Regions from separate parts of the Hordeum vulgare genome. Here region 2 is linked to region 1. The links are chromatin contacts, called in public Hi-C maps. All regions are on one chromosome and are shown on one strand. The core of a region is the stretch at or near the end of the contact, and the rest is flanking DNA. Distances in the headings are between cores, read along the strand shown. Region 1 overlaps LOC123443145 (aarF domain-containing protein kinase 1). Region 2 holds the start of LOC123443146 (GDSL esterase/lipase At5g45920-like).

Region 1 (2,588 bases), core at 26-2,525:
TTATTAGTTACTAGCAAAATGGTCCGTGCGTTGCAACGGGAGAAATAAAACATAATCTTTAATGATGATGATCACATTATATTCACACATCATCGCTTGATTTTAAAATTTTGTGCACAAATGCAAGAAAATGTTTCTTCTTTTAAATGTATTCACAAGTTGAAGCAATCTTTACATTTTCAAAAAAAAATATCATGGTTGTCAAAAATCTTGGTAACTCAAAGAATTATTCTTAATTTCAAGATTTTTTTTAGAAAACATACAATAATAATCCGATCCATCCAATAGTTAATTCTTCAAAAATCACACGGATATATTTTCACAAAGACTTAGAAACATTAATGTTTAACTACATACATTAGATCTTTCATGAACAATTTTACAAATATGAGAACAATTTTAAAATCAAGAACATTTTTTACAATTTACAAACATTTACTAAAACTCGTGAATATTTTTTTATATTTCATACGGGTTTACATATTTTCTTTTGAATTGGCGACCAATTCTAGAATAGACGAACATAATTTTTTATGTTGGAGGATTTTACTTTAAATTCACAAACATTTTTGAAATGCATGAAGTTTTTCTGAATAAACAAACATTTTTATAAGTCAGTAATATATTTATTAAATTCACAGACATTGTTTTGGAATTTGTAAAAAAAAATATAAAAATCCAGCGCCTTTTTTGAATCCACAAACATTTTATGTTTTCGTCAACATTTTAATTCAAAATTCCTATTTTTTAATATGCAAATGCTTTTGTAATTCTAAATTATTTAAATTAGAGTAAACAAAAAATGGAAAGGAAAAAAAAAAAACTATCAAAACAGGCATTAGCTATTTTTAAGTTTTTAGGACATTTTTTAAATGCATTGGCATATTTCGAATTAGAAAGCATTTTGTTAAATGCTTTTAATAATGTTAAATACCTGGAGTTTGATTTGAAATCCTGGACTTTTCTTATTTTACAAACATTTTTTCAAACTTGCAAACATTTTATTGTATATGCGAGCATTTTTTACAAAAACTCCGAGCAGTTTTTAAAGTCACAAACATTTTATTTTTTTAAATATGTTGATTTAAAATGTTAAGTTTATTAAAAGTTTAAAGGTTATTTGAAGTTCTAAATTATTTAAAATAGAAAAATAAAATGAAACTGAAGATAAATAAATAAACGGAACTAAAAAAACTGGCACCTGTGCATGGGCCAGCCCAAGGTGTGCTGGATATTCTCCCAGGGTGCAGAGCATAATATAGGAGGTTTTTACATGGGCCGGCCCAGTCCGAGATTTTTCGCTTTCTAAAACGTTTTCTATTACTTACCGGTGGCAATGGTGGGTAATTTATGCAAACTTCAGGGGCAATTTTCATGACGTACCACAGAAGCAATAGGTGCTTTATTAATAGGTAAAGATAAAGATAAAGATAGCAAAATGGCCCGTGCGTTGCAACGGAAGAAAAAAACACCATTTTTTATGACGATTACCACATTATGTTCATATCTAATCGCATGATTTCGAAAATTTGTTCACAAATGCAAGAAAATATTTCTTATTTTAATTTTATTCAAATTCACAAGTTGAAACAATGTTCATATTTTTAAAAAATATCATGGTTGTCAAAAAACATGGTAACTCAAAGATTTATTCTGAATTTTCAGAAACATCTTTTAAAATATACTATAATATTCCGATCCACCCCGACAATTTATTCTTCAAAATTCACCCTGGTATATAATCGGAAAGACTCATAAGCATTACTGTTAAACTACATACATTCGATCATTCATGAACATTTTTACAAATTTGGGAATCTTTTTAAAATCAAGAACATGTTTTACTATTTGTAAACATTTTTAAAAAATTCTAAACAATATTTGATATTACGAACTATTTTCAAGTATTTTCTTGCGAATTGGTGAATAATTCACTTTTTGAATTATCAAACATTTTTTAATTGCATTAAAGAAATTGCTCAAAATGATGGACTTTTTTTGATTCACGAATGTTTTCTCGAAAATTCCGATTTTTTTAATATACAAACATTTTTACAGAAATCCCGAACAATTATTGAATCCGCAAACATTTTATGTTTTATCAGAAATTTATGTATATATAATTTTTGAATTTCGAAAGTTTTTTTTTGATTTATTTTAATTAGAAAAAATAAAAGGGAACAGATAAATAATAATTAAAAAGTAAAAAAAAGGCCCCCGCCCATCGGCTGGCCCAAATGGGCGTTCTGTTTCTTCTCCAGCTGGCAGAGCGTAGTATAGCTGGTCCCTATGCTAGGGCCGGCCCATGCGACGATTCCCTGTAAAATGTTTTTTATAACTTATAGGTGGCATTGGTGAGTAATTTTAAACAATTTTAAGGCAATTTTAATGACGTACCGCAGAAGCAATAGGTGCTTTATTAATAGGTAAAGACAAAATTAGCTAAAAAGGAATTATAAAAACAAGATCACATTTCCTAAAGGATGCAAAATAATGATTGTTCTACTAACATCATCTATTTTTTTTACCCCTCTTCATGTTCATTTATTTGATGTTGCACATGATATCTATTTTTCTCACTGACCTGC
Region 2 (2,588 bases), core at 41-2,540, 170 kb after region 1:
AAACCTTGAAATCATCTAAATCTCCAAAAACATGTACAAAGAAAAATAATAATCAAAATCGAAAGAAAACGCCCGAGTGTGACGGTGGCTAAATGCATCACTTGGCGTGCTCTTATGCCATAAAAAACTAGAAGGTCCCTAAGTTTTTTTTTTGCAAATTTTGTTAAGATGCTCACTCATATCCCACTATTTACATAAAAATTAAAGTTAATCAGATCATTAGTTAATGAAATTAATCCTAAAAGTTCACCCAAGCTCGTATGAGCTCAGGCTGAGTTAGTTTGTATCCTATATTTTAATAATTAATCTTAAAACCTATTATTCCTGTCAACTAATATAAGATCGTTTAAATAAACTACTTTCTTTCTTTCCATACATGTCTTTTTTAGGAAACTCTTCACATTTTGCACGAAAACGATGCAAAAGGCACATGCGTGAAGCCATTCGACATGGCATGTTTACCCCTTCCAAGTGACATTCTCCACCTTTGCTGACAAAGTGAAGCATTGCATCGTATGCAACCTACAACTTTTTATTTTTTAAATTTGTTTATTTAAAGTGTTTTATCCCTTGAACACGCGTCAAACAAAAACAAAAACAAAAAATCCCGAAAAAACCAACAACCTAGAAAAACCAATAACTAAAAAAGAGGAAAAAACTAAAGTCCAGATGCTCGGTTACATTTTTTACTTTTTGAAAAGTACAGATTATGCTTATCACGAAATCGAGGCTATGCTTCTTATGGAAGCACAACTGTGCTTTCTGTACAAGCACATGTTATAATTTTTTTTCTTTTAAAGAATTATGCTTCTCATGATAGAAGTACATATGTGCTTCTAATGGAAGTGCACGACGACTTTCTTGTGAAAGAAAATTTTCCACCCAAAACGGTTTTCTTCTTTAAAACCTGGAAAAAACCTCATATAAACCCCAAAAAGCACGTACAAAGAAAAAAAATCAAAACCCAAAGAAAACTTTCGAGTGTGACGGTGGCTAAATGCATCACTTGACGTGCTCTCATGCCACAAAAAACCAGAAGGTCCCTAAGTTTTTTGAGCAAATATTAACACGTTCACTCATATCCCACTTTTTACATAAAAATTAAAAGTTAATCAGATCATTAATTAAATAAATTAACAGCTAAGATCTATTATAAACTTTTACCTCTCGTGTGAAAATTATAGGTAAGAGGGAGCTGGTTAAAAGTGAATTTTTTTCTTTAGGTAACCGCTCGTTCTCGGCGATGGCGATATTTGTTGAAAATCATGGGCCAGTCATCGGTCCAACCACATACAGGGAGAGATCAACAGACGGCCGGCCGGAACATGCTCGCTCGTCGGGACTCGGGAGTACCGACGAATCCTCGCCGCTTGCCGATCAGAAGTCGCGACGAGCTCACCTAATATTCCACCTCTCCCCAGAGGCCACCCAACCTACCACATGGCTGTATGTATAATACTGTACTCCACTGCAGCAGAAGCGAGGTGCTCGTGAAGTCGACGTGATATCCAGTCCAGTGGCCGATCCGTGATCCGTGTTGGAGAGAGCGAGGGAGAGAAGATGCGGCCGCGGCTGGTGCTCTTCGGCGACTCAATCACCGAGCAGTCCTTTGCCTCCGGCGGCTGGGGCGCCGCCCTCGCGGAGCACTTCGCGAGGCAGGTACGTCCGCGGCACCTCCCCACCTCGCCGGTTGCGCCGCCGCCGCCGCCTTTACGCGTGACATCGGATTTTTGCTGGTTAGGCGGATGTGGTGCTGCGCGGGCTCAGCGGGTACAACACGCGCTGGGCGCTGAAGGTGCTGGACAGAGCCATGGAGGGGGCGGCCGACGGAGGCGCGGACCCGGCGGCGGTGACGGTGTTCTTCGGCGCCAACGACGCCACCCTGCCCGACCAGGCGCAGGCGCACCAGAACGTCCCGCTCGGGGAGTACCAGGACAACCTACGCGCGATTTGCGCCTACTTCAAGGTTGCGGTCATACAGTCCTGGAACAGGAATGCTGATTGCCTCTTTGATTACTCATCTATGGTTTGGTTTTGCAGAATAAGTGGCCCTCCGCTGCCGTCATACTCATCACCCCTCCACCGATCCACGAGCCGGCAAGGATTCGGTAACCAATGGCCCCCACACCTAGGACCCACTGGATATTCTTATGGGTTTCATTATGTACTTATGTTGATTCCCTTTTGGGTTTCCTTTTGCTACTTTTGTTGCTTGCGTTTTACAGTGATATATGTCAACTGGAACTGTTTATCTCAACCGCATGTTAAGAAATTGGGCTGAACTTATGTGGTATCCAGTGCGTGTTTAGTGTTTGACTTATGTGGATCTATGTAACCAGTTCATTAGGTAGAGTTCCTTGTATGTTCCCTGTATTTTCAATCGAAATTATGACAATTTCAACAGTCTGAAGATCCACTTGCCACTTTGTGGCCTGTGATCTGGCCTGAAGATTTCTTCCATGCAAAGATATTATAAACTGTAACTTTTGGCAAAGCAGATTCGCATGCAAACCACACCTATCCCATATCTTTTTATGCAGAGACATATATGGAGATAATGACCCTTCAAGACAGCCTGAAAGAACCAA

Evidence for each region. A called contact is a pair of places that touch in the nucleus more often than the background predicts.
Region 2: a Hi-C map of leaf shows a contact between it and region 1, with 4 times the contacts expected there. The contact joins the promoter of LOC123443146 here to the enhancer-like site in region 1. A contact is called at or near these places in 2 of 6 Hi-C or Micro-C datasets (leaf and seedling) and 1 of 1 datasets of contacts at active chromatin or transcription factors (embryo).

Annotation. Positions count from the first base shown.
Region 1 is chr3H:105,672,221-105,674,808 of MorexV3_pseudomolecules_assembly, forward strand. All of the region lies in intron 10 of LOC123443145 (aarF domain-containing protein kinase 1), which reads left to right. Among protein-coding and RNA genes, the nearest start is that of LOC123443145, 7.0 kb to the left of the region's middle. Within about 2 kb of position 1,276, at least 1 of the 3 cell types and tissues checked has open chromatin away from gene starts, as enhancers often do. A contact at or near this core is called in leaf, where this site is marked.
Region 2 is chr3H:105,845,516-105,848,103 of MorexV3_pseudomolecules_assembly, forward strand. It overlaps LOC123443146 (GDSL esterase/lipase At5g45920-like), which reads left to right and starts at 1,291. Exons shown (of 5, transcript XM_045119428.1): 1 at 1,291-1,659; 2 at 1,742-1,966; 3 at 2,041-2,108; 4 at 2,541-2,588. The coding sequence starts at 1,561.